Regions from separate parts of the Mus musculus genome. Here region 1 is linked to region 2. The links are chromatin contacts, called in public Hi-C maps. All regions are on one chromosome and are shown on one strand. Each heading gives the region's core, a stretch centred on a gene start, on an enhancer-like site or on the middle of the called end of the contact. The rest is flanking DNA. Distances are from core to core; before and after follow the strand shown.

What was found. Hi-C and Micro-C count contacts between places; a contact is called where the count stands out from the background.
Region 1: a contact with region 2 is called in a Hi-C map of CD4 T cells, with 1.7 times the contacts expected there. The contact joins two enhancer-like sites. A contact is called at or near these places in 1 of 15 datasets of contacts at CTCF or cohesin (the NIH/3T3 cell line), 6 of 484 Hi-C or Micro-C datasets (CD4 T cells, the HPC-7 cell line, liver and 2 more), 3 of 115 datasets of contacts at active chromatin or transcription factors (CD8 T cells, extraembryonic endoderm stem cells and heart atrium) and 3 of 9 other capture datasets (adipose tissue, liver and pancreatic islet).

What each region holds. Positions count from the first base shown.
Region 1 is chr1:21,051,183-21,054,311 of GRCm38.p6, forward strand. The region is part of intron 1 of Tram2 (translocating chain-associating membrane protein 2); the gene reads right to left. Among named protein-coding and RNA genes, the nearest start is that of Tram2, 26 kb to the right of the region's middle. Within about 2 kb of position 1,564, at least 106 of the 459 cell types and tissues checked have an H3K27ac peak or open chromatin away from gene starts, as enhancers often do.
Region 2 is chr1:20,985,431-20,988,517 of GRCm38.p6, forward strand. All of the region lies in intron 9 of Efhc1 (EF-hand domain (C-terminal) containing 1), which reads left to right. Among named protein-coding and RNA genes, the nearest start is that of Gm51618, 28 kb to the left of the region's middle. Within about 2 kb of position 1,256, at least 31 of the 459 cell types and tissues checked have an H3K27ac peak or open chromatin away from gene starts, as enhancers often do.

The sequences.
Region 1 (3,129 bases), core at 314-2,813, 66 kb after region 2:
CCAAAGAGCCTGCTGTCAGGAGGATAGTGTTTCACAGACCTCATCTAGGCTGCCTCCCTTGCAGATGACATTAGCATTCTCAGAGGAGGCAAAGGAGCATCAAAGTGCTCCTTAACCTGAACTCTCAGCTGGGCTTCGACAGGATAAGGTTGGATGCATAGAAGATTAAAGGCCCTGGGCAGAGTGTCTGTCTTTAGTCACTGCTCTGCTGCTATGAAGAGACACAATGACCATGGCGACTCTTATAAAAGTAAGCGTTTACCTGGGGGCTGGCTTACAGTGTTAGAGGTTTAGTTCATTATCACCATGTCCGGGAGCACGGCAGCACACAGGCAGACTTGGTGCTAGAGAGGTGGCTGAGAGTTCGATATCCTGATCCAGAGAGTGAGACTGGCATGATTCAATCATATGAGCCTATGGGGGTGGGCATGCATTCTTACTGAAAACACCACAGTATCCATTTCTCGCCTCCAGTCAGTCTTCTTCCACAGTCACAGGTACTTCCCATCTTAGCTCTGCAGCGGCTACTTGCCACCCGGCCATGTTTTTATAGGATGTCTCGGCTCTTAGAGAAATTTTCACTCCTTATCTGTTTCCAGACTCAGTCAATGCTTAGTCAACAGTGCGTTCAATATCAATTCCTCAGTTATCCCTGGTTTCCTGATAGGACCCTACTTATACAGCCGTGCTTCTCAAGGAAAACACTACACGCCACCACATGAGAGTAACCAACAAAGTCAGTTCCACCATGAGCAAGATGGCACTAACACAGGACAAGCGTCTTCCTGACACACATGCCTGTACAATGAGAGTCAAACAGCCACCCAAATGCTGATAACCAGAGTCTGTCATGGTGTCCCAGAACAGAACACCCTGCTGCACCTGGCCTCTCAGACTGTTCATGGTGACCCAGCACAGGGCCTGGCAGCCTCCTGGGTGACTCGGGGGCTTTGCTGGAGACAAACAGATGTAGGATGCAGAGAGCTGAACCCAGGCAGCAGCCGCAGCAGCAGCAGTGGCAGCAAGTCCCAGCTCCAACTTAACACTCAGCTTGCCACATAGCTTTTATTACTATTTTAGAAAGACCACACCCATCATGCGTAGGAACTGGCTATATACGGATGAATAATGTCTTGTAAATACTATCTGATCTGCCACAGCCAGGAAGCAAAGACCTCCGTGTGCTCAGATGCTATATCAGGGTTGCCGAGGGTGGGGTGAGGGCTTACCCAGAATCCCATTCACCTATCACAAAAGGCTTCTCTTATCCATCCTGTTAGAGAGGCATGAAGGGTAAACAAGAGCCCCACTTAGCTCAGGGCTGTCTTTCACTTTGTTTTATTCTTTGAGGGTGGGTTGAACAGGGTCTCAGACTATAGCTCAGGCTGGCCTGGAACTCACAGAATATATAATTCAGGCTGGTCTCTACTCTCAGTAGCTCTTCTGCCTTGGCCTGGCTGGAAGTATAGGTGTGACCCACCATACCCGCTGGGGTTGTCTTTCTACCTTTTCCTCCAGCTAAGTAGCTTGGGGGCAAGTTGTCTGCCAAGCTTCCCGCCCATGTAAACACTCTGGCACCAGCTGGGGTTTGGAATCTGCTGTCTCTGCCAGCTGGCGACCTGAAGATGGGTCAGATTAAAGGAATGCATAATGAAGGAGGGGGAGACAGAGGCTGTATTTACACAGGCAGGGTCTGTGGGGGTAGACAAGGACTGGCCAAAGGAACTGGAGAAGTGGAAACCATGAAGAGAAGAGGAAAGGGTCGCACTGTACCCAAGTGCCCCACCCTACCCAGAATCCAAGGCTATCGCCCTCTTCTATTTTTTGCTCTTTGAAAACAGACATCTTTGTCCTCGTCTCTGTCTCCTGCAGCATCTCTCAGACGAAATACACACAGCTCTTTGAAGAGTTTGCAGCTGGCCACATGGGAAGGCTCAGCATGATCACACAACGCGGACACTTTATCCCCTGCGATCCCAATTTGGGACCTGTAACACAGAAACCCAAGCCACGTGCTGACAAGCAGGGCCCCGGGCCACCAGCAGCTCCAACTGAGGCTGGGTGAGAGGGGACAGCACTGAGAGCCAGCAGTCTCAGGCAGCCGCACTTGCTCCCAGCCTTGTAGACGTCAGCTCTCTTTGGCAAGGCCCAGAGGGTAACCATGTAGATAGAGAGGGTAGCCCAATGAGCAAGACCAGCCAGCCATACCACCCCTCACTGACCTTCAGATGCAGGAAAAGAAAGGTTGAAACTATATATCCTTGTGGGCACTATGTGAACATATATGCTAGGAAGGCCACCTGCAACCACCTTAACTTCAAAAGGAGATACAAACATATGTGTGTGTGTGCGTGTGTGTATGTACACACACACATGCACACACACACACATGCACACGCACACGCACACACACACACACACACACATTCTATATACAGTCCCATTAGCAAGAAGATTCAGGCAGCAAGAACACCTGTTCTCTGCAGCCTCTGGCCATTCCCCCTTGCTAGGCCAGGAGTCCTTTTCTCTTCAGGACACTCTCTGAAGTCCCTTTGCTTCCTGGATTCTTCTAGGGGCCCCTGGGACATCCATGGCCCTCCAGGTTGGGGTCCAAGCCCTTGCTTCTCTCACTCCATTGGGCGCCCCTATTGCAATGATCTCCTAATCAAGCCTCCTGACCTTTCCAGATCTTTCCTAAGCAACACCCCAGCAACTCCCATGAGACACGAGTGTGTGGGACCCAGGAGGCAGCAGCGCGAGAGCTCCTGCCCAGGCTGCCGCCTAGTTCTCCACTGTCCCTCAAGCCCTGCTGGCTTTCCCCTTTACTATCTTTTTAAAAGATTTCATTTTCATTCTCAGAGATGGGTATGTGCTTGGGTGTATAGGTGTATGGGTCCATATGAATGCCTGTGCCTATCAGGGTCAGAGTCTTTGGATGCCCCTGTTGGAACAGTTACAGACAGTTGTGAGCCACCCAGCAGAGATGCTGAGACGGGAGCTCTGGTCCTCTGCAGAAGCAATACAAGCTCTTAGCCACTGAGTCATTTTCACAGACCCTCTTACACTCTTTTACTACACTAACTTCCCCTCTCAGGGCTGTGGCTGTTATACATACCCATGGCAACAGCC
Region 2 (3,087 bases), core at 6-2,505:
AAAATGCCCATATGCATTAAATAGGTAAGCCAAAAATAAAGAAAAGAAAATTCAAATGTGAGATAAAGTGGTCTAGTGGGCACTTCCTCAGCTCACCCATCGAAAGTTCTTTGTCACCTTCTCTTGTCACCTTCTCTAAATGCCAGGCTTCTACTTTGCATCCCTGGCTGCTTAAGAATCAAAACATTCTTCATGAATTGCTTTCTTGAAGGCCATTGACGGTTTTCAAATATAGCAGTCTCAGCCAGGCAATGCGGCGCACACCTTTAGTCCCAGTGCTCTGGAGGCAGAGGCAGGTGAATCTCTGAGTTTGAGGCCAGCCTGCTCTACAGAGCAAGTTCCAAAACAGTCAGGGCTACACAGAGAAACTCTGTCTCGAAATCCAAAAACCGATGAACCAAACAATCAAAAGCAACAACAACAAAACAAGTAGTAATAAGTACTTAAACTTTTAAGAAAAAAATAGTCTCGCTCATTAGTTGAGCAGGTATTTGAGCTTGCACCCTGCATTAGACCTTACATTAATGCTAGCTTATACAAATACCCGAGATGACAGGGGGCTGGGATCTGGATGATCCAGAGCAGAAACCAGCAGCTTTCTGTTGGTAGAGATTTGGATGCTGAGTGATTCAGTCACAGCATCTCTTGGAAATACCCAACCCCACCCTTCCAGCATGAAAGCAGCCACAGACAAAGGGAAAGGGATAGGAGATCTTTCTGAATAAAGAACAATCTTCAGCTAGCTTTGCCCAGTCCAGTTCCCAGTCCTCCCCTCCCTGGTTAGCTTGTTTGGTGAACATGCAGTAGTAAGTACTCTTTATTGCCCTTCTCTGGAAACTTCTGCTCTAATCTGGAGTGTCAGAATCTCCTGCTCCCCGTCTGAGAGCCTGTCAGGTACATCTTCTGATTTACATCGTTGCTGTTTGTCAAGATCCCGGGTTTGTCCTTTTATAAGCTCTCTAGGTATTGCAATGTGAGCGCTCTCTGTCCTAACCACTCTCCTAACTGATGCCTGCATTCTTTTTGTCTGTTTACGGTGTCTTTTGAAATGCTGGTTACAACTGAAAAGCCATTGTCACTTCCTCTCCCAGCACATCTGCTCGTGCGTCCTGTCTTTATTTTTGCTTCTGGTCTTCTAAGGTTGAGGTAATGCGTTGGGATGATATCTGAATCCTCAGCGCAGTGTCTGGTAGAGAGGGGGCTATCAATGCGGGCTAGCCCCACCCTTTCTCTTCTCTATGGAAACCTTGTAGACACCTTTGACCTCTTATATCTTGTACCATGTCCAACAAGCTGTTGCGTTCTGTTGTTTGGTGCTACAATACCTCTTGCTTCTGGTTTCTCATGTTTTTGTTCTCACCACCTGCTCTTGATTTAAAACAGGCTGTCATTAAGAGCTGTATTTGCATGCACTTGGTACCCACATCGGTAACACCAGAAACAAGTTCTCACTGACTTAGCCCAGATGGGTTTATGTTTTCCATGTATCACAGCAGCTAGAGGCAGATGGCTGTTCCCAGCTGGAGATGGGAGTTCAAAGTCAGCCTCAGCTATATAGGGAGTTCAAAATCAACCTCACTATATTATGTCTTGTGCCAAAACAAAACAAAAAACAGCCAAACGAGCAAACAATAACTATAATAATTAATTAAAATTAAAAAAAACTTTCCCAGAATCCCCTACCTGCCAAGTTTTTTTGTTTTGGTTTGGTTTGGTTTTTTGGTGTTTTTTGTTTGTTTGTTTGTTTGTTCTTTGTTTTTTTCAATCTCATTGCCTGGGCTACATCACTCCAAATGCTAGAAAAATCAAATATTGAAAAGAGTTCTGGCCTTAACCACATCTCCCCCTGAAATCCAAAACCAACCAACAAACAAAAGCTCATGACTTTTTGAAGCAATTTAAATTAATTGTATGAAGAAGAATAAGTAGGCAGAATGACAAAGACAACAAAGCAACAAAGGCACTTTAGAGAAGCGGCACCTGGCCCCATGGAACCCCTGCACCCACACAGGTCTCCATGCAGGGATGGGCCTTGGCATGAGTTAAGCAGTACTACTCATTCCTATCCTAGCCACCCGCATTTCCTCCACATGGGATGGGTATTTCCTCTGCTATTTGAAGGGACGTGGGTACCTGGATTCCTCAGGGAAACCCCCAAATGATCCATCTGATACGTATAATAACTTTGATCATATATATTAAGATATGTGACAGGCTGGGGACCCCATCTCCTGAAAGCATGGGAAAGATGGAGGTTCAAATACCTCGTATCACTAAATAGCCCCTGCCTATTCACTTACATTTTAGTGTATACAACTCAGATAATAAGAGTCTGTTTTTACTTTGCTATAAAAGTAGTATCTGTTTGAAATTTACAGGAGTAAACCAGGCATGGTGGTACATGCTTGTAATATCAGAACTTAAAAGCTTTGCTAGGAGGACTGGGAGATAAGAGCTAGCCTGGGCTACATCATGAGACTATGTCTTAAAAAGTTAAGAATGACAAGGACAACAAAGCAGAGGGAATAAAGCTTAGGTTATACAAGTCGAAGTGAACACAACTATGTGGGGAAGTCTCACAAACCAGAAATGACAGCTTCTAATATTTTGTTGTTTAATAGACATATAAAAATCAAATATTCTTTGGATGCTGTTTGCTGGCTTTTGCAATCTACCAGGAGCATTCCAGATATCACAGAATGTTGTATGAAACATCAATAGTCGTATTCTCCAGCCAGGCGCTTCTATTGTGTGTATCATGTGTGACTATTTTTGTGTATGTGTCCATGAGAAGGTTTGCCCATTTGAGTGCAGGGCCCACAGAGGTCAGGAAAGGGCGCCGGATTCCTTTGGGCTGCGGTTCCAGGTGGCTGTGAGTTGCTGAGCTACAGGACATGGGCACTAAATTCGTGTCGATGTCAAGAGGAGTGTGCAATTTTAATTGCTGCAGTTTCTCCATCCCCACATTTTTTTATATTTTTAAATATTTATTTGTGTGTTTTGCTGAGTATATGTATATGCGTCATGTGGGTACCTGGTGTCCTCAGAGGCCAGAAGAAGGCATTGGATCCCCTGGAAGTGGAGTTA